Regions from separate parts of the Mus musculus genome. Here all the other regions are linked to region 3. The links are chromatin contacts, called in public Hi-C, HiChIP or PLAC-seq, Micro-C and promoter capture Hi-C maps. All regions are on one chromosome and are shown on one strand. Each heading gives the region's core, a stretch centred on a gene start, on an enhancer-like site or on the middle of the called end of the contact. The rest is flanking DNA. Distances are from core to core; before and after follow the strand shown. Region 1 holds the start of Cacnb2 (calcium channel, voltage-dependent, beta 2 subunit). Region 2 overlaps Cacnb2 (calcium channel, voltage-dependent, beta 2 subunit). Region 3 holds the start of Hacd1 (3-hydroxyacyl-CoA dehydratase 1). Region 4 overlaps Cubn (cubilin (intrinsic factor-cobalamin receptor)). Region 5 overlaps Cacnb2 (calcium channel, voltage-dependent, beta 2 subunit). Region 6 overlaps Cubn (cubilin (intrinsic factor-cobalamin receptor)). Region 7 overlaps Cacnb2 (calcium channel, voltage-dependent, beta 2 subunit).

Region 1 (3,593 bases), core at 313-2,812, 550 kb before region 3:
CACACACACACACAATGGGTGGGGGGCTCAGCAGAGCTTGAATTATACTACATGGGGTTACCATCGGCACAGTACAGAAATGCTGCTGTCTGTTGCTGTCTACCAGAGCGGCAGCAACATATTTGTGACCTTTTTCGGACCGCCTCACTCCCACCCCTCTACTGCACAGTAAGACCTCGTCCCAGTGTATTTTATGTTATGTATTATTATTCATACAAATATCACAATTTACCATCTGGCAAATATGGACTTGACATGAGCAAGCCAAAGCCATTAAGCAGAGGAGAAATATTCTTCCTGGATTCACCCTAACCTCTTCCCAGCACTCTCCAAGTAGTTCAAGTGTCAGGTTTGAAGGCTTTACCCCAAGAATAAAAGTTGAGGAACTCCTTTCCGCCCAGATCTGGGGGTGTCTGGAATCCCAACTGTACCTGCCAAGGCTTTACGTAAAAGCCACCTTATCACACTCCACGCCTACAACCGACATCTCCTATTTCACAATGAGCAGCAGGACAGAATTTTTCCAGAAACCGCTAATACTCATCAGAGAAAGGAACCCAGGAGCCGCTAGAATGGCATGCCATTTCGGGGTAAACAGAAACAAAAACTTTCTCACCCACAACACTCTGCTCTCTTCTTCCAGCAAAGAAACAAGGGTCCAGGCAAACCCTGGAAAGAGGACAGCTAGCTGAACTGTCTGGGTGGCACAGCGCCCCAGGTGCTGAGGGGGGTTGGGGCTGCTCTCCGGGGAGAAGGCAAGGGGATCCACGCCCACCTTGACCCCTGCATAACACCTCACCTCCCTGCCTAGCTCCCAATAGAGACCACCAGAGGCAGCGGCGGAAACAGCGATGCAGGATGCGGATCCCTTTCCCGCCCGCCCGGACTCACGATCTTGAGCCGGTCCAGTCCACTCGCCTGGTCCATGGCTCTCCATGTGCTTCTCCAGGGCAGGGGCGCGGACAGCCAAGCGGCGTGGCCCGGGAAAAGCCGGGGAGGAGCGGCAGGTCGTCCTCGCCCCTTCCCACTGGCTTTTCAGAAAGCAAAGGGGGCAAAATCAAAAGAAAACAAAACAAAAAAACCCAACCAAACAAACAAACAAAAAAATGGAAGCCGGAGCAGAGCCCGTGGAAGGCGCGCAGGGGCAGGGTCCCCCAGCAGCACCGGGATGGGCGGGAGGAGGTGGCGAAGGAGACCGGAGCAGGAGGGGGAGGCGCGGTTCGCGATGAGGGAGAGGAGGCAGCGGGAGGGACTGAGGTCGGGGCTCTGAGGCTCACAAAGCCAGCAGAAGGCGCGGCGCAGTGGCTACCTGTGCTCCGAGCGCCCCCGCGGGAGCCGCGCTCTCCAGCAGCTCCATCTGGCTCTCCTGCGCCACCGCCGCTACGGGAGGCGACTTGGACGTGTCGCTTTGGACCATCGGCAAAAAGTCGACTCCAAGGCTGCGGGTCCCCTCCTCCACGACCCGGGTCCCCCGCTCCTCTTCGCCCCAGGATCGGAGGCTCTCAGTGCGCGCGACGCCGCTGAAGCATGTTGCAAAGCCTAGACTAGGCGGTGGCGCAGGCACGAGGCTGGGTGGCCGGGGCGAGGGGCGCCAGTTCTTTGGAGCTTCTGGGCCCGCGAGCGGCGGAGGCTGGGACTGCTGGGCGGGCTGGCTCCAGGGAAGGTCCCCGCCAGGAGGAGGGCGCTCCGGGAGCACGAGCCAGGGGGGAGGCGCGTCGGAAAGCGAGAGTGACAAACCACCGCCACTCCGAAAAGTTCTTCGCGGGAGGCGCGGGCCGCGTGGGCTCCGACTCAGCTGCGGCCCGTCGCCGTGGCACTCGCGCTGGAAAGTTTTCGAAGCCACGAAAGCCAGCCAGTCGCAGCTCCCTAGGGAGGTAACTGGCCCAGCTGCTCAGTTCACCTCCTCTTCCTGGAGTCCAGAGGAGGAAAAAGATCCACAGGGTTAGACCCTAAACTGAAACTCTCCATGATTCGAAAAAGGCTACAGACAGACCCCGAACTTCTGCAAAAGCATGAGTGAAAGCACTCGAGGAGTCAGAAAACAAGTGCCAGTGATGAACTAAGACTTCCTCCCACATGGTCCTGACCTGACAATTGGTTCTACTACACCTGTGCCCTAGCTTTTTGGTTTGTGATGGCCTGTTTTGTTTTTGTTGTCTTTGCTAGGAGCTTGTCTTTGCTAGCAGACTATATCGTTCCCGCCCCCAGCGCACCCCCTCCCCGCAGTTGAGAAGTCTTAGTGTAACCGTTGAGACAAAAATAAGCAGGTTTTTAAGGACCCCGAAATTCTTGGTAAGAGGGTAAAACCGGAATAATGGTTCGCTTGTAGTTGGATGGGTGGAGAGGTAGGGAGGAGATGGAGGAGGGGAACCATGATCAGAGTACATTGTGTGAGCTTTCAATTAAAAACAAAGAAACTAAAAGGAGGGGAGGGGAAGAGGGGCACGGGGAGGAGGGGGACGATGAGAAGGAGAAGAAGGAGTGGGGAGGAGGAAGAGGAGGGAGAGGAGGAGGAGGAGGAGGAGGAGGAGGAGGAGGAGGAGGAGGAGGAGAAGGAATTATTTTCCGTTCTAGTATTGCTCATAAGACGCTGCTTTGCTTTGACAACCTTTCTTGCACTGAAAAAAAAATCTACATACAAATTTTCTAGGTAGCACTCACCGAGCAGAAACAAAGTATAACAGTTGTGCAAGCTGAAATACACACAGAGACCTTTTACTAAGGTAAACTTTGTATACTGTGTTTGACTATGATGATGAAATACAGTACCGTGTTCTTCTTAAACTGAGCTGTTTTCATTAAGCAGATGTCTACCATACACTGGATTGAGCCAGAATTTTTTTGTTTTTGTTTTTAAAGGAAGGAAAAAAAAAAAAACAGATCTCGGTATGTTTAAAGATTTAAGCATATACAAAGTGCCGTTGGTTTTCCAAATCTTCAGTCTTATTGCCATTTGGATTACATGTTACTAATGTTAACTAAGACCTAAGTATTAGCTTCCTTTTTTTACCTGGGGGAGGGGGTGACCTCTGACAGGAGCTTGATAAAGCTGTCTCCTGAGCAGCTCTGCCAGTGCCTGACAAATACAGAAGTGGATGCTCACAACCAACCATGGGACAGAGCACAGGGTTCCCAAAGAAGGAGCTAAAGAAAGAACCCAAGGAGCTGAAGGGGTTTGAAGCCCTATAGGAGTAACAACAATATGAACTAACCAGTACCCCCAGAGCTCCTTGGGACTAAACCACCAACCAACGAAAACACATGGTGGGACTCATGGCTCTAGCTGCATATGTAATTGAGGATGGCCTAGTCAGTCATCAATAGGAGGAGAGGCCCTTGGTCCTGTGAAGGTTCTATGCCCCAGTATAGGAGCATGCCAAGGCCAGGAAGCAGAAATGGGTGGGCTGGTGAACAGGGGAAGGGGGGAGGGGATAGGGGATTTTGGGAGGGGAAACTAGGAAAGGGGATAACATTTGTAATGTAAATAATGAAAATATCTAATTTTTTAAAAAAGAAAAAAGTATCAATTTTCTGTAGAGAAAAAAAAAAAGTAAAAAAGCAAGGAGCAGAGAGTTTGTGAGTTTAGGGTATGA
Region 2 (3,629 bases), core at 20-2,519, 750 kb before region 3:
TAGAGAATCAATATATTAAAACTAAGATCTTTTTTTCCCTCTAGGCATTAATCCAATTTTCTGGCTATAATTTATTTTCATTGTTGACTATTAGAAAATAAGACAACAAAAATATCAAGTAACCACAGCAGCAACAAAAGACTTACCACTGCCTTCCCCTGGGCTCCTAATCTACAGAAATGGGGTCAGACTCCAAAGGATGATTGCCAGATTACACAAAACATCTAGCACACATCTGCCATATCAGAGTTTCCAAATAAATGTCAGTTTCCTTTGTATAACAGAGTGATTCTCCACTGGGGGTGAATTTGCTCCCCAGGAGACATTGAGCAATGTCTAGAACCATTGTTGATTGCTACAACAGGGAAGGGTGGGTAGTTTACTGGCATTTAGCTGGGAGAGGCTAAGGATGCTGCTGACATCCACAGTACACACACAATACAATTAAGAGGGATCCACGGCTGTATGCCCACACTGCTAAGATCAGAACACCATGGCAGAAAGAAAGGTGCCCTTTATATCAACGCTGTGAGTGAGAGATGCTCTCAGTCAAAACCAAAGACAACAGCTCTTGAAATTCAGATCATTTCTAGATCTTCTGCAGGTTGTTTCAGAGTGGGAAACAGCTAGAGAGAGGATGGGGAGGATTAAGAAAAGAGTCTGAAGCAACTGTGCATGGAGATGCTCTGTGAGTAGAGATGAAGTCTACTGGGACCACTGTCAGAGTTTAGCTAAAGCACAGAGGTGCTCTCAGACCCATAATATTTTGCCTTAGCTACTTTTCAAGTTTCTTCCAGCTCCTCACCTTATTCTCCTGGCCCCAACTCTAACTCATCCATGTTAAATACTGGAGGGAGAGGGGGAGGAGAAGGAGGAAGAGATGTTAAATTATGTGAAAGGTGGAGCCTGTACTGTTAGAACTCCTGGAGGGCTGTTCTTATAATTAAAGACACATGCTTTCTTATCTGAGAAGAGAAGGCACAAGGGTAGTCAGTCCTGTTACTGCCTATATAAACAGAGAAAAGGGAGGGACTTCATGTCATTCTCATTGTCCATATCCAGACAACTTGGCCATTTGTTGTTTTAAACTCAACAACAGCAGCAGACCTTTGTGGACAGGGCTGTGGTAGCCAGAGGACAAACGAATGATGTTGCCAGGAGACAGAGAAAAATGCAGAATTTTGGAGGCCACATATTTTAAGTGGCCAGTTCAGATTTCAAAGTCCAGACTGATGATCCAAACAGCCAGGATTGTGGAAAGCTTCCTTTGCTCACACCCCACTTGGGGGTTTCTGCATCAGTAGTGTTGTCTTTGATTACAAAGACCGTGAGATGCGTATGAATGTGGGTAATTATGGTATGCGTGAGCCAGGCTGTGAATCAGAACTGCAAAACAGAACACTAGCGTGTGTGCACATGCAAAGGCGCACATGTGGTTTTGGTAAATAACAGCCAAACACATTATTTTCTCAAGAGATAAAAATATGAACCAATTTGACATGCCAAGTTAAAAGAAAAAAATTGAAATAGATACACACACACTTGAATTTTGTTTCCACTGAACAATCTTGGCTGTTACAAAATAGTAAATTTTTGCACCCATATAACACTTGCTATGTTCTTCATCATTGTTGAAGGGCTCATGTTGTACCCCCCAAAACTTCATTTGGAGATGGCACGTTAAACTCATGCATATCACAGTCAACCAAGTGAAAGAATTGAAATTATCCCTTTGTATTTCATCACCCGGAAGTGGATGAAACATACTTAAAGTGAATATTGCAATGAATGGAAAGATAATTTTAACTGTAAATATAAAAGCTCCCATGTAAACAACAATATGAACTAACCAGTACCCCCAGAGCTCGTGTCTCTAGCTGCATATGTAGCAAAAGATGGCCTAGTCGGCCTTCACTGGGAAGAGAGGACCATTGGACTTGCAAACTTTATATACCCCAGTACAGGGGAATGCCAGGGCCAAGAAGTGGGAGTGGGTGGGTAGGGAAGCAGGGTGGGGGGAGGGTATAGGGAACTTTCTGGATAGCATTTGAAATGTATATAAAATCTAATAAAAAAAAAGACAAAAAAAAAAAAACCTCCCATGTAAACAATTCTAGGAAAAATAAGAGATGGGGGTGAGGATTCTTTGACCACATTATTTCTTTATGAATCTGTTTCTATTGCCAGTTTGGCCCTGAAAGACTTATCTCAGAATTCCTGGTGCACAGAACCCACAATTATTTTGTAAAAGTTTCTTTCCATGCCACTAAAATTAATTAAACATCTTCTTTGAGTTAACTATAGAACTAGTGATGTCTTTGTATAAGTGAAATAGACCTATGTAATTTCAGACATTATATATAACATTTGACTGTCTTCTTTAATACAACTGCCAGTGGAGTAGGAGGCATGTGCTGTGGATGAGAGAAGCCACGTAAAGTGCTGCCGTTTCCTCACTGCTCTTGAGACATCCTCTCCTGTTCCCTTTCCTGATCTTCTCTCTTTGTTCCAAATCTTTTGCTTATCTTATTTACTTGTTTAAAGTATTTGAGAGACCAACATGGGGATGGTATATATGTGATGTAAGCACACAGATGTGTGGGTGCATACACCCATGTGTACGGAGGCCAGAGGAAGATGTAGGGTGCCTGCTTTATTTCCTTAAGGTAGATTCTCTTACTGAACCTGGAGCTAGTCTATCAAGCCCCAGTAAGGTCCTCATCTCTGCACCTTAACCCTAATCCTAACCCACTGGAGTTACAAGCACATGTGGTCACACCTATCTTTTGATATGAGGCCCAAGGAGTGACCCCATGACTACATGCCTGTGAGTAAGCACTCTTATCCCCTGAGCCATTTCCCAGCCCCACTTTTCCTAATTTTCTTTTCTCAGCTTTTATCCATCTTGCTATTTGTAGATTTTCTTTGTGAAATGTTTATGTTTAACAAACAAGTATCCCACAGTTGTGGATTTGAGGGAATCTTGAGGGTCTAGATCAGGGAACTTCATTCTTAGTGTGCTTGAGGCCTGGATTTTATCCTCAGCACTTTGAAAAGCAAACAATCAACTAACATCAAACCCCGCCCCACCCCAGAACTATAATCTAGACTATAACTTTCCAGTCTCTATGCTATGTTCTCAGAGGAACCTTAAACGACTGCACTGGCACTCAAGTGTGGCGTATGCTTTCTATGTAACTGATATATTGATAGCCTGTGCAGACTGTCAAATATGTCATAGCAAATAACAAATGTGATTTTTATGGTGTCCTTGAACTGTATTTGTAAAAATTCTAAAATTTAAAAATATGAGTCTGTAAGTGATATAAGAGTACAATAAGCATAAAAATTAGGGGTAAATACTACATGTGATAAAGGTATTATTTTTACAAGATTTATTTATATTATTGTGTGTTGACTGCATACATGCCTGGTGCTGGCAGAGGCCCAGTAATTCTGCAGAGATTCCCTGGAACTGAGGCTACAGATAGTAGTGAGCCACCATGTGAGGCTTGGAAATTGAATTCCAGTCCTCTTAACCACTGAGTCACTGCTCCAAACTCCACAGGAACTAGTTTCAATGGGACATACACCATCAGTAAACATAAGAATGTGAACAGAGAGAGAGA
Region 3 (3,715 bases), core at 1,152-3,651:
TAGCTCAGCAAAACCTTTATGAGATTCATTTTTGTTGACTGGCTGGCTGCTCATCTTCTTATTCTGCTGAGTAATATCGTACTAAACGAGTACACTACCATTTGTCTACTCATACATGTGTTAATGGACATGTGGGTTATTTTTAGTTTAGGGCTACTATGACTAAACTGTTATGAATACCCGTGTCTAATTCATTGTGTGGGCATATGTTTTTGTTTACCTTGGTTAAATACAAAGGAGGAAATTGCTCAGCCATATGACAACTAAACGTGTTGATCTTTTAAATAAATTGATAAATTGTTTTCCAAAGCAGTGTTCTCTTTAGCCCCGTGAAGAAGGCCAGTTGCTACACACCCTTGCCAGCCCTTTGAAATGTTAGCCACTTTAATTCAAAATTTCCCTACTCCTAGTGAAGCCAGCAGCTACGAGCGTGGCACTGATGAGTTCTTCCTTCCCGTGTGCTCTACATTCTCTTATTTGCTAAAAACAGACAAACAAAAGCAGACTCCTTTATTGAATTAAACATACTTTATTTTACTTGTGTGTGGTGTGTCTTTCTGTGTGTATGCCGTGTGTGGGTTCCCGAGGAGGCCAGGAAAGTGGATTAGATACTCAGGAACTGGAGTTTCAGGGCTGTGAAACCACTGACCCGGGTCCTAGGAGCCAAACTCGGGTCCTCTGGAAGAGCAGCAGGCACTTTAAACTGCTGAGCTCTCTTCCTAGCCCCTGTCCTATCGAATTATAAAGACTCATCATATACTCTTGTTACTTGAATGTATGGTGAATATTCACTTTTAAAATTGTTTTTGGAATAGATTTTTACATTTTAATGTAAAATTTTAAGTCTTCTTTCCTTTCCTCTTTCCTTCCCTCCTTCCTTCCTTTCTTTATGATAGTTGTACCTAAGAAGTCTTTGCCTTTTTTCCTAACATCAGAGATTCTGTTTTCTTCTTGTTTCATATGCTTGCTTCTGTGTTTAATTCTATGATCACCTTGAAGTTAGCACATAGCCATGATGTAAGATTCATTTTTTCTGTGGTTGTCCAGTTGCTCCACTCATTGAAAAGATTAAAATTCCCACACTGAATTGCTTCAGGTTATGGTGTATTTGAACTCTGCAGTCACATTGGTCCACAATTCCCTTCTGCTTACTATTCTAGGTTGACCATTGTAGTTTCATAGTGAGGTTTATAATAAATAGGCTATGCACATGCTCCTAGTTCTTCCTATACATGTTCATGGATCTGTAGGTTTTAGCTTTTCAAATAAAACCTGCTGGCATCTGGAGAGAACTGACATTGTAACATTTTGAGATTTAGAGGCCTGTTGTGTCATATGGCAGTGATTTAATGTTCAGTGTACAGGGCCGGCACCTGCTTTAGTAAATTTATCCCTAGTACACTTTCCACTTGGAAGGTTTTACTTAACCCCACTTCCCCTGACATTTCTGAAACTGGACGGGTAATCCTCCCATTTCACATCCACAACAATGTGCACACCCAGGGGAGTTCATGGACAAACCTATAGTCATTTCTCCCCTCTGACAGTGTTGCCCTTTGCAAAATGTCTTTCTCTCATTATAAGCAAGATGCCTGAAAAGTACTAATATGCATACTTCAGTTGACAAACAGTATCAAGTCAGTACTTGATTTTGATGGATCATTTCCTTAACCCTATCTCTCTATGAGGTTTACCATTTTATTTTCTTTTGCAGAAATGTAGGCATACACAAACTTCTAAATTCCCAGACTGGTGGAGTCAGGAATTTGGGGGTTGAATTTCAGTAAACTGACTCTAGGCTGCTTGCTTAGCCACACTCTATAAAGGGAAAGGAAAGGGGGCTATTACCAGAATGGTTCTTGAGAAGAAGAGAGAAAAAGGGGAGATTAAATGTGGAGAGCCATTGGGCACTTCTTCCCAGCAGGACAGGAAACTTGTTAACACCATGGCTGGATTTCCTGTCAGTATCCTAACACCTATCCCTCTTTGCCTACGTCCTTTCTCCCAGCTTCCTTTAGAACAGATCTCTAGAACCCATGACATCCGTCTGACCCAGTAATGAAAGGCATGGGGCAAGGCTAGGCCGGAGTTGCTTCTCCAGAAACTCGGGAGAGCGAGCATTTGGTAGGGAGACCCTGCTCTCGGGGCAAAACCCCTGCCACCTCGGGTGCACTCGCTCTATCTGGACAAGGCTCTCCAGCGGGGCACCCACTGCCAGGGCGCACGTCGCTCGCGTCTCTCTAGGAAGAGGTCGCAGCCAGTGCGGACAGCTCTCCCGCGGGAGCGCGCCGCGTGACACTGCCTGGAAGCCATGACCCCGGCTGGCCCACCCCGGGGCTAGGGCCCTGAGCGCGCGCTCCCGAGAGGCGGCGCCGGGGCGGGGCGCGCGGCCGGGGGCGCGCTCCTCCCCCTCGCGGGAGGCCGGGCAGGCGGCGCCGACCCCCCGCGCGTCGCACATGGAGCGCTGGACCGAGGCGGCGGCCGCGGGCAGCGGCACTTCAGTGGCGCGCTCAGCCGGCCCCTCCCGCTCCTGTGCGCTGCTCCTCCGGGTCCGCGTGCGCGGTCACCATGGCGTCCAGTGAGGAGGACGGCACCAACGGCGCCTCCGAGGCCAGCGACGAGAAGGAAGCCGCCGGCAAGCGGAGACGCCTAGGCTTACTGGCCACCGCCTGGCTCACCTTCTACAATATCGCCATGACGGCCGGGTACGTGCGCGCGAAGGTCCTTCCACGCTCCGCAAGCACCAGTGCGGTCCCTCAGCGATCCGGGCTCGGGGACGCGGGGAGCGCGCTCTCGCGGGGCTGCTGGGGGTCGAGGGCGCGCGCACGGGGATGGAACGGAAGCGCACGGGGGAACTGTCAGGGGTCTAGGCGGAGGCGCGCGACGGTGGCGGGGGCTTTTGGAGCGAGAGCGCGCGTGTCGGCCAACTGGGGGTCGCGGCCCCGTAGGCGCACATGGAGCGGGACAGCGCGTGTGCCCGGCCACTTGCGATCGGAGCACTCTGGGAGAGTGGCCGGGGCGCAGAGAGCAAGAGCGCGCGTGCTGGGCCCTAGGTGGTCGCGGCGCGGCGGGGGCGCGCGGCGCAGTGGGGGAGGGGCGTAGCGGGGTTGAATGGAGCGGGGCGGGGCGGGGCGGCCAGCCGCCGCTCGCTGGGCATTGCCTAATACGGTGCACGGTGTGGCGCGGCGGCACGGGGCGCGGGCCGGAGGTTAAGTATAGACCCGGGCAGGAATGTGGGGCCGACCCACGGGGCAGGCGACTGCGGCTCGGCCGCCTCCGCCTGCTGTTGAAGAAACGGCCCGGTCTATTCACCCGAGCCGGGAGCTGTCCGCTGGCTGTGGGCACCGGACCCTGGCCGTGTGGTTCCTGGTGCTGTGGATTGCTGGGCAGTGTCTTCACCTACTGTTTTTTCTTCACCTACTGTTTTTGTTTTAAGCATGGCACTTAGAAATGCCCACTTGGGACTTTGTTTGAAACATCTGGAACAGGGCAGATAATCAGCATCTTTCTGGCCTTGTCCTTTCCAGATTACCGACTACCCACCCTACTCCCCATCTCTGGCCTCCCCCCAGACCTAGTGTGAGTAGGAAGTTAGGATCAAAGGGCTATCAAATGACTTATGGGTCTACTGTGACCGAAACCCATTATGAAAATGTCCTTTGCTGTCTTGCCTTTAGAAAGAGTTACTTTCTCAATATCTTCTCACGTTTTAAGT
Region 4 (3,385 bases), core at 244-2,743, 770 kb after region 3:
ACTAAATGCTTCAAATTATTGTTGTAAGGCCAATTATAAACTCCTGAACATCAAACTTGCATAAAAACATTCCCTAGAGCTTTCTGGGAGCCCTTGTAATAACTCACTGGGCTTAACCCTTCTGCATATTATCAGGCACTGGGGAAGGGTGTGTGCCTCTTTAGGGACAACATCAGCAGACCCTAGGTGCATTGGTTAGGAGATAGCACTGCCACTAAGCATTCATGTACTTAGTTATTCATTAAATAAGTGTGAATTTCAGTCTACCTCATTATAGATATTAGCTCAAACATTTAAAAATGCATAAAGAGTAAATAATTATTACTGTGATACTTTGAATCTTACATGACCCACCAAAGCACAGCCGTTAAGAAGACATGGTTGGTAGCATGGGAGTCAGTTAGGAAGGTAGGTTACTGAGGACACTGCCGTTTGAAAGATACCTGAGTCCCAACCACTCTTTTCTATCTGCATCAGTGCTTCTGTGAAGTATATAACCCCCACCCCCTGTGTGTCCTTCTGTCATGACCTTAACACAGTCCTAGAACAACAAAGCTCTATAACTGTGTTGCTATAGAGATTAGTCGTGCAAAGACTGAGTCCTAGAGACAAAGTATATCTTGAGTTGACTATTATAGGCATTTTGTCACAGTGACACCAAGAAACAAGGCTTCTAGAAGGCAAGGTGTGCCTGAGTTAGTGTTCAGACACTAACTCACCACAGACATGCAGTCCCTGCTCCAGTGTTGTTCAGGGTCTACCCACAGCAAGAGATTTGGTGTTGGCAAGGAACAGAACAGAGAAATAATTTCAGGTTTGATCATACAGGAGGCTAGTAGTCATGCAGTTTGTAACTATATATTCCAATCAGTTACGCTAACTCTTACTTTAATGTGGTTGGATGAATATAGTACCAGCACAGGGCCACCTTCTACCCAGCCCTAGCTTGTCCTTGTCCTGCCCCTCACATCTACCAGTCTCTAACTGACGTTGGTCTTGTAAAGTAAGACCCAGGCTCCTCGGCATGAACTGGGTGGTCTTCCCCGACTCTCTCTCTCTTTTATAGTATGAATCTCCTTGATATTATTTGACAGAATTACCTTTTCTTTTCTTTGGTTTCTTTTTTATATTTTTCCATGCATATTTGTAGATATATCTGTAAACAGCAACACACACACAGACACACACACACACACACACACGCACATGCGCGCACATACGTTTATATTTAGCTCTTTCTTCTCACTATTTTATGAGCACCTTGAAGGTACATAAATGCTCTTATGTCTCTCCATATACACACTACCCAACACAAGCCAGGTACATGATACAAGTGAAAGCTTGTATAGACCACAGTGGTTGTAATGAAACCTCACTTAGCAGAAAAAGTATGTTGTCTTTAACTTGGCAACTCTTCTCTATAAAGTGAGGGTGTTTGACTACAGAACTTCACTTTTCTGTGCTCCTCGTGAATTCATATAGAAGAGACAGCACCATCTAGTGGTCAGTTTTGTTTCATTTTTTAATTTTGAAATTTATCATGTTCATTTTATAACATCAGTGGCCACACTACTCTGAGATTTCTGATCTAATGTGGTTCTGTTATGAACTCATATTCAGGGCTACAGAAACACAGAAAATCATTATTAAAGTACAATAAAAATTAACAACATAGACATAAAAATGAAAACATACTATATTAATTTATTTATTTATTTATTTATTTTTTAGTAAAGTGTTTGAGGGATATACAAATCCTCACTATTTCTTTGGGTGTTTGTAAAAATCTGTGAAAGCCATCAGTAGTTCTGGATGCTAGAGACACTTCTGAGCATAACTCCGTTTCTCTTCCTGTGAAACTCACACTTGTGCAGAGGGGGCGCCCAATCAAAGTAAATAAGCATTACATTGATTGAGTTTCATCACAGTAAAATAAAACAAGATGGTATTGGAGGAGGGCCCCACTGTGTGGGATTAGACTCTCAGGGGAGGTGACATTTGAGTAAAAGGTCTATGACTAGGGATTATCAGTCCTTCAAGAAAGACTATGTCTCCAAGGGAGGAGACTGTCAGAGGCAGCAAGCACTGGGAAGGGAGAGAAGCAACAGCATTGACCAGGGCTTGCAAGTTCTGCATTGGGTACAAGGTATAGTTTTGTAGGAAGAATAGACACATACTCTAGGTCATCAAACACCTGGGCACTACGGTGCAGAACTCTGTGAGTGCTCTGTGCAATTGATCTGTGAGCCATGTTCTGAAGAAACTGTGTCACATGGCATTGATACAATATATTTCGAAAGTGGAACAAAGTGGGGATGCTTATCATGGGAATGGGAGAGTTGAGTATGACTGGAATTTAGACTTGAGCTGTTTATTGAGATAGAGTAGACTCAGGGAGAATATTTTAGGGAAGGGTGATGCTGTGGTGTGTACATATCACTCAAGTACCTGTGGTAGAAATGTAAACCTTATATCCATATGCTAAAGGTATGGGGGGCTTTGAGGTATAACTGGGGTTAGATGAAGTCATGAGAGTGGGGTTCCTATCATGGGGTGAATAGTATCACCCCAGGAGAGGAAGAGATTGCCGAGCTGGCATGCTCCTGATGATCTTCTTAGGATGCTCATATGTTAGAAGGCAAGAAGGCCCTCATCAAAGTCTGCCCCTTGAATTCTGAATGTTCCTCAATCCTCAGAAATATCACAATTAACTTACTTGTGTATAAATGACATGGTCTATGGTACTCTGGTACAGCAACATAAAACAAACCAAGGCATGTGGGTCATAGGGAAGGGTCAAAGCACTTACCAAGAAGCGAGTAAGCATGGTTTATGCATTACACACTCTTAAGGTCTGGGGCGATATGGCGGAACAGAATAAAATTCTGTGCTTCTGTGGAATGTTGTATTCATTTTAGAAGGAAAGGCAATAGAATTGGCAAGTTAAATGTGTAACATGTTGACAGTAATACTTGTCCTGAGGAAAGGAGTCAGGGGATGTGGGCAGTGTTCACTTTAGGGAAGGCATTGCTGGTGGATGATAGAGGAAGAGAGACCTCAACAGACTCCATGAATACCAGCAAGGGTGGTCTGGGCAAAGGAAGGCAGATGCAATAGCTGGGAAGCTAGACTGAGCTGGGGATGTTCAAGAATCTCAATCAAGCAGAGCAGACCCCTGAGGTCTGTGTGGGAGGAAAAGCCATTCCATTAGGTCTGGATCACTGTTGTAATGGATGTAGCCTTTGTGTTAAGAGGGTAGGAAGCAGTTAGGCAGCTCCTGGTCTGACTTTATCTTTTTTTTTTTTTTTCCATTTTTTATTAGGTATTTAACTCATTTACATTTCCAATGCTATACCAAAAGTCCCCCATATCCACCCACCCCCAC
Region 5 (3,813 bases), core at 988-3,487, 610 kb before region 3:
GATAGCATTGGAAATATAAATGAAGAAAATACCTATTTAAAAGAAAAAAGAAAAAAAATAAAGGCAGATGATAAAAAGAAAGAAAGAAAGAAAGAGAGAGAGAGAGAGAGAGAGAGAGAGAGAGAAAGAAAGAAAGAAAGAAAGAAAGAAAGAAAGAAAGAAAGAAAGAAAGAAAGAAAGAAAGGTAAACATGAGTTACCCTGGACTTCAGTCTTGTTTTGTTTTGTTCAAATTTCACTATGTAACTCAGACTGGCCACAAATTTGGATGGATGTCTCTGTATCCGTATCCCAAGAGGTGGATCCTCTACCCCCTCATTTTCTTACATGCTTTATCACAAATCTACAATAGAAAACTTGAACACCTTTCACCCACATCCACAGGTACCACTGAGTCGAGCCAAGGCCACCTTCTGATATGCTCAGGACCCAGGTCCTCTGATTTTCTTTCTTTCTTTTTTTTTCTTAAAGATTTATTTATTCCAGAAGAGGGCATCAGATCTCGTTATGGATGGTTTTGAGCCACCATGTGGTTGCTGGGATTTGAACTCAGGACCTTTGGAAGAGCAGTCAGTGCTCTTATACCCGCTGAGCCATCTCACCAGCCTGGTCCTCTGATTTTCAATCCAGTGGTTTTGAATTTGGCACTGTGGGGAGTAGATTGCAGGTATTTTTTTTTCTTTGCTTCAATTTTATTTTTAACTTTGATTAGTGAACTTAAACAATAAAATTCAAATAGGCATTTGATGTATGGTAGAGCTGCCCTGGTAGATTTGGGAAGGTAGAAAAGATCATGTGCTCAGTAATTTCAGAGTAATTTATTATCTAAATAGAAAACAAAATTAGATTCCTCTTTCATAGCTCAAAAAAAAAAAAAAGCAAATAATTCAGAAAGCTTTACAAGTAAATTTAGAAGAATGTTTTTATGCCTTTCTATTATTAGGGAACATTTTCTTGCAAGCTGAGAAATGAAAAAGACAGTAGAGGAAAAAAGTTAAAGTTGATAACATTACAATTTAAACTCATACTCAGAAACAGAGTAGCACAAGGTTTGAAGCACAGACAAGGGTTCCTGTGAACAAAACCCACAAAAAAGTATAAAAACAAGTTATAAAAACAGAAGGTGGCTGGGTGTTGGTGGTATATGGTTTTAATCCCAGGACTCAGAGGCAGGGGCAGAAGAATTTGTGTGAGTTCTAGGCCAGCCAGCTCGTTCTATGGAATACGTGCCAGAATAGCCAGAGATACACAGAGAAACCCTGTCTCAAAACAAACAAAAACAATGAAAAAACAAAAAAACCTAAAACAACAAAAAACAGAAGCGAGTTAATCAAACAAAACAATGAAATTCTGGGCTTGGGAGAAGCCTTGGTAAATGGCTTAATCATTAAGTGCTTGCTGCATAATCATTAGCACTTGAATGGATCTGCCCCAGCACCCAGAAAATAAAGCCTCCTTGGTAGTGTGCTCTGAAGGCACAGTGGTGGGAGCCAGGGGTGGAGACACATGGATCCCTCAAGCACATTGAGCAGACAGCTTAGTGAGAAAACCTGCTTCAAACAAAGTAGACAACAGTCCAGGAAGGTACCCTATGCTGATGTCTGACTCCATGTGCAGATTCACACATGTGTACACTGCACATGTGCACAGACCCACATGAACAGGAACACATACTGACCTCTCCAAATCTGTTTGACAACAGAGGACCAAGAGCTCATGTTCTGCTGTCTGGAGTGTAAAGATGCGACACGTATTTGGAAAACAATTTGACACAATCTAATAATTTAAAGCATGCATGCTCTAACAACTCAGCCATTGCACTCAAGGTTATGCCTGAAGCAGAGCTTCCTGTTGGGCAATAAAGGCAAAGGAACTCCAGATGTGACCAAGCGACCCATCTATTCATCCATTTGGGCTTGCATTGTTGGAAGATAAACAGTCTGCTAAAATAACATGTTAAACATATGCAAGAACTCAGGAAAGTTGACAAAGCAGGATCTAGAGAGATTCAGGAGGATATGAAAGAATTCCTGGTAAAGAAAGAAGGAAAGGAAGGAAGGGGGAGGGCGGGAAGAAAGGAGGAAAGAAAGGTAGCAGGAAGGGAAGGAAGATCCGATGTATTTTAATCCCAGTGATAAGAAACGTAACTAACACGCGAGTCATAACTCATACATCCTGATTCCAGTGCTACAGATGCCTCTTCATTTAATGTTCACAACTCTGTAAACACGAGTCTTTACCTCAGTAATGCCCATTTGTACACAAGGGTGCAGCAAGTGGCAAAGACTGAACAATTTGTCCAGAGGTGTGTGGAAGAGATGGCAGATCAATGATCTCACCCACATGCTCTGAGTCTGAAAATTATACCGCTTATCAACTCTAGTGTTCTACTTTACATACTATGCTTAAAAATGTATACTTCACTGGTAGAACACCTGCTAACATTTCTGAAAACCCTAGGTTTGGTCCCTTAGTACTGGTTATAAGTATACGTATGAGTGTTTGTGTATGTATGTAAACATTTGTGTGTATGTGTATGCATATGTTTGTATTATAATTATTTTATTACATTTCAGCTATTTTAAGAGCACATAATTGTTCTCATCTAGATGAAGATGAGATATTGAGTCAGGAGAGAAAGGAATGGTTACTTTTAAATTTTGGAGACTTAATAACAGCATATTGGTCTTACTATACTTGATGCTAACAACAAATCTGGGAAGGAAAGTTGTTGACTATACTGAATTCTCAAACAAGGAAACTGCACGTAAGAAGTGGAACAACCAAGTTTACATGCAACAGCAGAGCCAACACACAACCTGAGCATTTCTGTAACACTCAAGTCCAGATTTATAACTACATATGACTCTTGTTATTGCCTGTAGACATTTACATCCAACAAGAACCCCTGCAAATTCCTACGTTCTATGTGGAAAACATCTTCATATTTGTTTAAGGTGATCATACTGGTGGTGTACAAGTAACAGTATTAGTCAGTATACATGAGGTTGACTCCCATGATGCAAACTTTATAAGTGTGCCTCCCTACCCTCCCTCTCCCCTCTCTCCCTTTCTCCTTTCTTACCTCCCCCTTTCTCTCTCTTTCCATTAAACACAGAATGGCTTAAAACTGAATGCAGTCCCAAACTGGGGTATATTTCACTACAATCTAAAAGCCTGATGCTTGCCCACTAGGTCCCATCCCTGTCCAGATCCCAGTTGGAACCACAGGAATGTAGCATACAGTAGGAGAGCCAATCTGCTTTTAAGCTGAGGGCTATGATGGCCTCTCTTCACAGAGGGGAATCTTTCTCCAATTTTAGCAAAACTCTCCTAAGAAATGAGTTTTGACTCTGACAGCATAAGAAAAATGGCTTGTTTTCCTGTTCATTTCTCATTCCAGACAGACTGAAGAGCTTCTAACCCTCTGTCCATAACAAAACAGTAGCCTCCCATTTGCATATCAAACTAGTTTAGTATTTAAAACGTATTATATTTACTTATTTACATGTCTGTGTATATGTGTGGAGGTCAGAGGACAACTTCAAAACTGGTTGTTCTCCTTCCACTGTATGGATCCCAGGGACTAAACTCAGGTTGTCAGGCTTGGTGGTAGAGGTGAAACATGCAATGGCTCTAAGTAGTTTAGTATTTGAAACTTTAAAAAAAGGTCTGCTTCTCATCCCCTGCCCAGTGCTGTATCCTGAGCAAGGACTTTTTCTGAGCTAGAGACTTATCCCCAAACGAAAGTCATATAAACATTTTTCTTCAGATTATATATTGTGAACCTTGTTACATTTACCAAAGTAATAGT
Region 6 (3,841 bases), core at 1,117-3,616, 640 kb after region 3:
AAATACCTAATAAAAATAGATAGATAGATAGATAGATAGATAGATAGATAGATAGATAGATAGATAGATAGATAAACGAAAATGCCTTATAGCCGGATCTTATGGAGACATTTTCTCAATTGAGGTTTTCTCCTTGCAGATGACTCTAGTTTGAGTCAAGTCTACATTAAACTAGCCAGCACTCTCTTCCATCCTATCCTTTCCTCCCTTCCTGTCCTTTTCCCCTTTCAATTTAAGGAAGTTTCAAATTCTTCCTGATTATGTCAGTGCTTTCTGTCAAATACATTTCCTTCCAGTGTATACAATCTATTTCATCTCTTGCCAAATCCTTACTGATGTCATCCTACTCACCAGATGTTTATGTCATTATATATTTCACTCTCACGTCCTCTTTTTAATTGCAAAACAACCACTATGCTACAGCGATTTTCAATTACAAAATAATGCATTTCAAATAAGAAAGGGATTAACAAGCCCATCACCAATGTCCCTGAATTCTCCATTTTGGCACCATACTCCCTGTCTGTGTCCTAAGATATTTCCCATCCCACAACTGTGGATCACATGGTATTTTAATCACCCACAGTGCTATTTGGGTTTTGTGTCAAACTCATACCACTTGCTGATGCTTCATGCAAATTCATTGCTCAGTCACATCAGAGTCATAACACGTATTCTTAGCTTTCCATACAGTGATTCATGAACACAGACAACAGGGAAGTCTGTTCAGGGTAACCACATTGCTATATGCCACAGAAACAAGAGCTTTGAGTTGTACTGAATGAGAGAAATGCTGAGATAAACACAGCTTAAGGGGCTAGTTATTTGCTTTTTAAAGCTATCACTAGCCTACAATTCACCATCCAGACAGTAGAAGATGTTTTAGACTCCTAAACTGTAGAAATTAACTGTATATCATTAGTTTTTCATGTCATACTAGATGAAACAGATGCTAACGTATCACACAATAAAGAGTCTATCGTAGGCTGCGTTATCTGTTTGAGAGGGCTATTGATGGGTGCTCTGAAGGCATCAGACAGGGAAGCAATCAAGCTTTTCTGATGACCAGAGAACACAAACCCAAGGAAGAAGGATCCCCAGACATCAGAGAGGTTGAGGATTGACAAGAGAAAGCTGACTCTGCACACCTGAAGATGGATTACAAGGGGCCTCTAGGGTATCAATAAGAAAGTCATGAATTTCAGTGTTCCTTTTCAGAACTGTAAGTCTCTCAAGGGCCAGATAAAAGAAATAGCATGATCAAATAGATATTTTCATAGTGTAATATTTCCCTTATTGAACATGTGTGTGCTTTTTGTTTTGTTTTATTTTGGTTTGTTTTGGTTGAGTTTTTTTTTTTTTTTTTTTGAGGGGGGGGCAGTTGTTGAGCCAGGGTTGGCCGTGAACTCCTAATTCTTTTGTGTTAGCCTGGTGAGTGTAATGACTGCAGGCAAGTACCACCATGCTGTTTTCAGATCTGTATATTTTAAAAATGATTGTGGCTACTCAAATAATATGGAGATCCATTATTGGGCTTGAGGTGGAAAGCGGAGGAGATGGGGCAAAGCCCCATATTGCTGTGGAGAAATAATGTTCAAACTGAGGACTTTTAAGAACATTCTAGAATTGCTTTCTTGACTCTTCTTCCATCCTTGCAGAGAGAACTTAGCATTCATTCTTGGACATTTGAGGAAGATGTTTTTCACCCTTAGTGCAGTATCCCTCTCTTGAACATGCCATCTGTGTTCCTCCAGCTAACCAGCAGCTCAGCCCAGTGGCATCTGTCTCCTCCCCCAGCAGAGAGCTAGAATCCTCAGCAGCCCCAGAGCTCTCTGTGGGTGGCCTTTGACTTCCACGTCCCCTTAGTCCACAGATGCAGCTCTGCTTAGGATTTTGTCTTCTCTTTCTCTCTTGGAATCTGTTTAAAGACAGAAGTTTCTATCCAGTTAAAGTTTGTTTTTTCCTAACCTCTCCAAAAAGGGAAATGAAAAAACATGTTTGTATTTGCACATAACTGCTGGTCACATGTCCATACAACTGCTTCCATGCAGGGTTCCCGAACAATCTCTCAAGATCCAGAAATTCTGTTGTCAGTCTAATAGTAGTCTTCTTTAGTTCTCCTTGAAAAATATCATTGGAAATGAAATTTCTTACTTGTGCAGTTGAGGAGCCCATTATTAGAATCAAATCTGTTCAAGGAGGGTTTAATCAAATCAGTTGAGCCTGCTGACAGCTGTGGGGTGGTAAGAATAAAGCTTCATGTTCCTCAAATATTCCCTGGCTAGAAGTGACCCTTAAGCATCGGGCTCTATTGCAGACCTGCTCAGTCCTTTCTATGCTGCTCAGTAGAGCATGACGGTTTAGAAAGAAGATTCTAGAGCCAGTAAGCCTGGGTTTAAATCTAAGCTTGAATAACCATGGATGGGTTGTTCAGTCTCTGGGTGTCATTTCCCTCAGTAAAATGGAACAATCAAAGTAAATGAGCTAATACACACAAAGAATGAGAACAGGGCCTAGCACACAGCAAACAATGCTAACTGCTGTTCGCGGTACTAATCGAAGCAGAGCTCCTGAGCCAGCCATAGGGATTCATAGTGCATCCATCCTGCAGGCGGAGGGAATTAGTGGCCCCTCGTTTAGAATTCTTCCTTTTCTTTTTGCTGATGACTGCAGCCAGCTTCCTCGATGCATCTTGGCACCTTGCACAAAGTATAAATGAGAAATGACAACACCCATATTCTAGTCTACTGATTTAACTGAAGCTCTTTGAGGAAACAGAATGGAGAGGTTCCATTGACACATTGAAGGTTTGGAAACTGTTAGTAACGGCCTTAAAAACTGCTCCGTGCTTCTCTATAATCCTTTAACAAAGAATGAGTATATTTGCTACAATTTAACATTTTTTGGCTTTTAGAAAGAAAATTGGGGTGAAGAAAACAATCAGTTTTCTTTGCATCATTGATGCATTTCACAATTCTGCATTAACTACACTTGCACTCACCTCAGTTTGTAGAGACTTCATTGCAGAGTTGCTAGGCATTTTAACCCCCAGTAATGCCCAGCATAGGACACATGCCCATAAACAGTGCATTATTATTCTAGCATGAATAGAATCTCCCAGACTAAAGAGAGGCCCATTGGACACGCAAACTGTATATGCTCCAGTACAGGGGAACGCCAGGGCCAAAAATATGGGAATGGGTGGGTAGGGAAGTGGGGGGGGGGAGGGTATGGGGGACTTTTGGGATAGCATTGGAAATGTAATTGAGGAAAATATGTAATAAAAAATATTAAAAAAAAAAGAATCTCCCAGACTATGGTTCAGCCCCTAGCCTTTTGCACTGTCAAAAGCTGTATTTGGGACCTGGGGAGTTGTTTCAGTTACTAAGTATTTGTCACACAAGCAAGAGCACCTGCGTTCAGACTCCTGTGTAAAAAGCTGGGTGTGATAGTACACCTCACATCTCTGTAACCCCAGCACTGGGATAGGCATGTGGAAACAGGAGGATCCCTGGATCTGGCCAGCCAACTTAGTCAAATTGGGAAGAAACTTTGTCTTAAACAGAGTAGAGAGCAATTGAAGACATCCAGTGTTGATCTTTGGCCTGCACACAGCAGCATTCACATGTGCTTAGACCCACGTGCTCAAAAATACACCCTTCACACATAAATACTTATGTGTCCACCCCAAAAGCCATAGTCTACAAACATTTTCCCCTTTATGATAACAGAGTTGTACACAGAGTGTCCCCATGTGTGAACAGCACAGCTCCTTCCTTCTGCCTCTCAGCCTTCTTCCAAAAGCCACAGAGCTTCTCTGTCTGAAGCCTGGTAATTAAAA
Region 7 (3,567 bases), core at 174-2,673, 580 kb before region 3:
GTCAATTTTGATCCTCTTTATTATTTCTCTCTCATATATTTGTAACAGAAGAAAATCATACCAATTCACAATTTATCTGCGAAGATATATTTTCACAGGTTCATGTAGGCACATTAGCAGTCCATTTGTTCTTAGAAAGAGAAGAGCACAGAATACGTTGTATAAGCCTAGAAGGGTTCCAATGGCATTCCCTAAGCTATATCTAAGACTCGGTATTTTCATAAGCCATCCCAAGGAAACTGAGAACACATCAACATGTTCATTCATTCTCAAAATAGAACAGATATCAGTTCTGCTCCTATCCTGTGTCCGTTCATTCTTTCTCTGGAAACAGTCCTCTGAGAAAAGGCTCCTCTCCTTAAATTTAGTTCATGTGACTTGTATACAACTGATCCCTCAGTGAGCTCACAGTTGAGGCCTGGCCTAAGACTAGATGAAACCAAAACTGTGGAAAAATAATTTTCAAATTAAGCCTTTGAGTTGGACCACAAAGATGCCCTAGATAGCCTACTCATAAAGCTCCTGGAAACCAGCTGGCTACCACCTAAAGTAAGGACTAAAACCAACATGGAAGAAAACAGAAGGCAGCTATGGAATTCCAGGAGGTGCTTAATGACATATGAGCCACTCTGCTGGCGTCACCTAGGCTTTTCAGTCCAGTGATGCCATAAATGTCCTTATCACCCAAGCCTCCCTCAGGCAGTCATGTTTGTGGTCTCTGGCAACAGATGTGACCTAGAGTCCTCTTTTAAGAATATCAGCATAGAGAATCTTTGAGAGAATATGTTCAAAGTGAGAGGAATGGCTTCCATAAATGTGTGAGCATGGAGCCAACATGTTGATGGAAGAGCTTAGACTTCCCCACAAAAAGTTCATTGACATTCTGCCTTATCAAAATAAACATCTATTCGAAAGCTTGCAATTATCACCTGGTATACTCTATACTGAAGAGTAACAAAGTTAGAGAACTTTATATTATCACAGGGCTCATACAATACTGTCTCTTATCCCAATTCTCTATACTTCATTTTAAGATAAACTACATTAGAAAAGAAAACCACCAACAACAACAATAATAAAAACTCCTGGTAAGAGAAAAGAATCTCTGGCCTCATGGAAACCTAACTAGAACTAACCAGCTAGGATGCTCAACCATCTTGGTTAAGGGCCCACACATGGGAAATGGGCTCATCTTAAACTATGCTAAAGAGACAGGTGTATAATTGTTGATTTAGTGAGAGAATGTACTTTTCCTTATTGAATTCCTGTCCCTACACCAGACGCTTAACAACTGCTACTATGAGTATTGGTTCTACTTCTGTCTGGTTTCTGAGTTCCCAAGAAAAGCCTAACTTCCTCTTCTCTCTGTATCTTTTCTAGTGTGTTTTCTCAACAATTGGGGCTCCCCCTAACACTCTGGGCTTCCTTCCTCTTTCTCTGAGGCCCCCCTCCCTGCCCTGTGGTTGCTTGTTCACCAGCCTTATGCCAGCTTAACCTAGCATGGGTCTTTCCTTCTCTTCTCCAGCCACTTCCTCAGGCAGCTGCTAGAGTTTTACAGCATGTCTGCCCTGAGGTTTTTCTCTTAACTGCTAATAAAATTGTTGTTGAGCTTCAATCTTAGCCTGTTCTTATGTCCATTTACTAATGATACTAAAAGCCCTGAAGGAGGCCCTGATTTTCTCTGTATCAATCTAAGTAAAAAGGCCATTCTTTTTCTGAACTGTACATATACATACATACATACATACATACATACATATATATATATATATATATTCATTTTATAATCATAAAGAAAATTATAGATCTAAACATAAAACCGATAGCTTGATGTAGTAATGCCAGCCTTTTATCCCAGCATTTGGGAGTCCGAGTCAGGTAGATCTCTGCAAATTCAAGGCTAATGTGGTCTACATATGGAGTTCTAGGTTAGCCAGTGCTACACAGAGAGACCCTGTCTCAGAAACAAACAAAACTCAACAATTATAAAACCCCAGAGAATAATTGTAGAGATTTTAAGTTGAATGACCTGGTAGTGCTTTAATGAACGACTGATTATATACAAGACTTCTTCAGTTTAGAAACCAATGTGTATACCATTTCTGACCATCTTTAAGTTAAACGTATTTTTAAAATACATGAGAAACCTATAATAAGGAGAAGGAACCAGTTATTAAACTACCACAAAATGCAATTATTTGAACACTCCTTATTTTTGTTAAAATTCTATGGTATTGCAGCTAAGGTTAGTACAATAAAATTATTTGGGGCTGGTCTGGGTACCTATCATTTGTGATGAACATTTAAAACAACTGTTGTGAATAAACCACCCCCCCCCCAAAGAAAAACCAAAAACAATTGCTTTGAAAATTTTCTTGACTGTGTATCCAATACAGAAGGAAAAAAGAAACCTAAGGGTGAACACATTCAGAGGTCTTTGCAATGAAACAAAGCAGCCAAATTAATACACTTGTCCTGTGTGAACCTGCCATGGTTAAAACATTCACAAGGATTTTATATTGGGGAAAATAATACAGTCGCTTTTCAAAGCGGATTCTTTGGATCTAACAACTATCTGTTAACTGGCTGAGGCCACACTCTACATACTGTATCACAAAAGAAGGCCCACTGACTAAAGGTGCCCCACTCTTGCTTTCAAGTGGAAGAAAACATACATATTAGGGCTGGGAGACAGTTCTGGAAGTGGGATGTTTGTTGTACAAGCATGAGGTTCTGAGTTAGACTTCCAGAACCCACATGAAAAATCATAAAAATGAAAACCAGCCAGAAAGAAGAGCAGGTGTAGCCTAGAAAGAAAAGCCAGCCTAGCCTATACCATGACTTCTGAGCCAGTGAGAGACTATGTCTTCAAAAAACAAGATAGACAGCATCTGAGGAATGGCATTTGAGGTCATACTCTGGCCTTTACTCACGTGAGTGCATACACACACACCAAGAGAGAAGGGGGTGGGGAGAGAAATCTGTATCCACGTTGGCAATAAATCAATTTCTACATAAAGCTTGTTTTGAAGACACAGGAGTTTCTCAATAGACCCCCCCCCTTTTTTTTAAATCTAAACTCCAAAATAAAATACAGCATTTTTGACCCAGAAACTCACAGCTCTTCAAGCCACAGACATATAAACAACGAAGGTCAACGTGAAGTCAGTTTGAGGGGAAATGCGAAGGCATGTGGTGGCTGTTACCAAACACTCGACCCCTTAAACTGCGTCAGGCTAACAGAGAGCGCGCTCAAAACACAGCCTTGTTTGATGTTTTCTGGGGCAAAGTCATTCTGGAGCAGCTTATTTAGGAGCAATATATAATTAGTCTTCTGAACTCCAGACAGAAAATCTGGTAAAATTTTTAAAAATGTGTCACTTGTGTACACATATAAAACTCTTCACATTATGACTTCCTAAAGACAGAGTGTAACAACTGCAGACCCAGCACCCATATGGTGTCATATGTTACAAAACTTAATCTAGAGATGATAGAACTTACAGAAAATGTGCAGAAATTATAAGCAGTACAACATTTCATGCCACAGAGAAGCATACAGAATTT

Evidence for each region. Promoter capture Hi-C pulls out the DNA fragments that hold promoters and counts their contacts. A called contact is a pair of places that touch in the nucleus more often than the background predicts. HiChIP or PLAC-seq counts read pairs in DNA pulled down with a chosen protein or histone mark.
Region 1: a contact with region 3 is called in a Micro-C map of embryonic stem cells, with 4 times the contacts expected there. The contact joins the promoter of Cacnb2 here to the promoter of Hacd1 in region 3. A contact is called at or near these places in 8 of 39 promoter capture datasets (the 3T3-L1 cell line, 3T3-L1-derived adipocytes, the C10 cell line and 5 more), 8 of 484 Hi-C or Micro-C datasets (the HL-1 cell line, bone marrow-derived macrophages, cardiomyocytes and 4 more), 12 of 115 datasets of contacts at active chromatin or transcription factors (astrocytes, cardiomyocytes, craniofacial prominence and 8 more) and 4 of 9 other capture datasets (adipose tissue, embryonic stem cells, liver and 1 more).
Region 2: a contact with region 3 is called in a Hi-C map of adipose-derived mesenchymal stem cells, with 2.0 times the contacts expected there. The contact joins the enhancer-like site here to the promoter of Hacd1 in region 3. A contact is called at or near these places in 3 of 39 promoter capture datasets (the 3T3-L1 cell line and hippocampal neurons) and 1 of 484 Hi-C or Micro-C datasets (adipose-derived mesenchymal stem cells).
Region 4: a promoter capture Hi-C map of neural stem cells shows a contact between it and region 3. The contact joins the enhancer-like site here to the promoter of Hacd1 in region 3. A contact is called at or near these places in 16 of 39 promoter capture datasets (3T3-L1-derived adipocytes, the C10 cell line, the HPC-7 cell line and 12 more), 33 of 484 Hi-C or Micro-C datasets (the 3T3-L1 cell line, 3T3-L1-derived adipocytes, the AML12 cell line and 23 more), 16 of 115 datasets of contacts at active chromatin or transcription factors (the NIH/3T3 cell line, SST interneurons, differentiating embryonic stem cells and 12 more) and 2 of 9 other capture datasets (embryonic stem cells and liver).
Region 5: a FOXA1 HiChIP or PLAC-seq map of pancreatic cancer cells shows a contact between it and region 3. The contact joins the enhancer-like site here to the promoter of Hacd1 in region 3. A contact is called at or near these places in 4 of 39 promoter capture datasets (the 3T3-L1 cell line, cranial neural crest, liver and 1 more), 1 of 15 datasets of contacts at CTCF or cohesin (large pre-B cells), 12 of 484 Hi-C or Micro-C datasets (B cells, CD4 T cells, CD8 T cells and 8 more), 11 of 115 datasets of contacts at active chromatin or transcription factors (embryonic basal ganglia, embryonic forebrain, embryonic hindbrain and 7 more) and 2 of 9 other capture datasets (adipose tissue and embryonic stem cells).
Region 6: a promoter capture Hi-C map of pre-B cells shows a contact between it and region 3, with 2.4 times the contacts expected there. The contact joins the enhancer-like site here to the promoter of Hacd1 in region 3. A contact is called at or near these places in 1 of 39 promoter capture datasets (pre-B cells), 2 of 484 Hi-C or Micro-C datasets (both in cortical neurons) and 3 of 115 datasets of contacts at active chromatin or transcription factors (embryonic forebrain, embryonic midbrain and pancreatic cancer cells).
Region 7: a promoter capture Hi-C map of pre-B cells shows a contact between it and region 3, with 4 times the contacts expected there. The contact joins the enhancer-like site here to the promoter of Hacd1 in region 3. A contact is called at or near these places in 11 of 39 promoter capture datasets (the 3T3-L1 cell line, the C10 cell line, the HPC-7 cell line and 6 more), 1 of 484 Hi-C or Micro-C datasets (pre-B cells), 6 of 115 datasets of contacts at active chromatin or transcription factors (large pre-B cells, microglia, neural tube and 2 more) and 3 of 9 other capture datasets (adipose tissue, embryonic stem cells and liver).

Annotation. Positions count from the first base shown.
Region 1 is chr2:14,602,275-14,605,867 of GRCm38.p6, reverse strand. Cacnb2 (calcium channel, voltage-dependent, beta 2 subunit) reads right to left here and starts at 1,562. Exons shown (of 14, transcript NM_023116.4): 1 at 1,310-1,562. The coding sequence starts at 1,417. Gm32741 (a long non-coding RNA gene) reads left to right here and starts at 1,283. Exons shown (of 4, transcript XR_374017.4): 1 at 1,283-2,292; 2 at 2,651-2,723.
Region 2 is chr2:14,805,476-14,809,104 of GRCm38.p6, reverse strand. All of the region lies in intron 2 of Cacnb2 (calcium channel, voltage-dependent, beta 2 subunit), which reads right to left. Among named protein-coding and RNA genes, the nearest start is that of Gm13269, 40 kb to the right of the region's middle. Within about 2 kb of position 1,269, at least 35 of the 459 cell types and tissues checked have an H3K27ac peak or open chromatin away from gene starts, as enhancers often do. A contact at or near this core is called in adipose-derived mesenchymal stem cells, where this site is marked.
Region 3 is chr2:14,054,721-14,058,435 of GRCm38.p6, reverse strand. It overlaps Hacd1 (3-hydroxyacyl-CoA dehydratase 1), which reads left to right and starts at 2,401. Exons shown (of 7, transcript NM_013935.3): 1 at 2,401-2,705. The coding sequence starts at 2,569.
Region 4 is chr2:13,288,904-13,292,288 of GRCm38.p6, reverse strand. The region is part of intron 60 of Cubn (cubilin (intrinsic factor-cobalamin receptor)); the gene reads left to right. The region is part of intron 2 of Gm13270 (a long non-coding RNA gene); the gene reads right to left. Among named protein-coding and RNA genes, the nearest start is that of Gm13270, 19 kb to the right of the region's middle. Within about 2 kb of position 1,493, at least 11 of the 459 cell types and tissues checked have an H3K27ac peak or open chromatin away from gene starts, as enhancers often do. A contact at or near this core is called in the C3H10T1/2 cell line, neural stem cells and pancreatic cancer cells, where this site is marked.
Region 5 is chr2:14,663,070-14,666,882 of GRCm38.p6, reverse strand. The region is part of intron 2 of Cacnb2 (calcium channel, voltage-dependent, beta 2 subunit); the gene reads right to left. Among named protein-coding and RNA genes, the nearest start is that of Gm32741, 60 kb to the right of the region's middle. Within about 2 kb of position 2,237, at least 2 of the 459 cell types and tissues checked have an H3K27ac peak or open chromatin away from gene starts, as enhancers often do. A contact at or near this core is called in pancreatic cancer cells, where this site is marked.
Region 6 is chr2:13,413,801-13,417,641 of GRCm38.p6, reverse strand. All of the region lies in intron 27 of Cubn (cubilin (intrinsic factor-cobalamin receptor)), which reads left to right. Among named protein-coding and RNA genes, the nearest start is that of Cubn, 76 kb to the left of the region's middle. Within about 2 kb of position 2,366, at least 61 of the 459 cell types and tissues checked have an H3K27ac peak or open chromatin away from gene starts, as enhancers often do. A contact at or near this core is called in pancreatic cancer cells and pre-B cells, where this site is marked.
Region 7 is chr2:14,629,652-14,633,218 of GRCm38.p6, reverse strand. The region is part of intron 2 of Cacnb2 (calcium channel, voltage-dependent, beta 2 subunit); the gene reads right to left. Among named protein-coding and RNA genes, the nearest start is that of Gm32741, 27 kb to the right of the region's middle. Within about 2 kb of position 1,423, at least 88 of the 459 cell types and tissues checked have an H3K27ac peak or open chromatin away from gene starts, as enhancers often do. A contact at or near this core is called in the HPC-7 cell line, microglia, pancreatic cancer cells and 1 more, where this site is marked.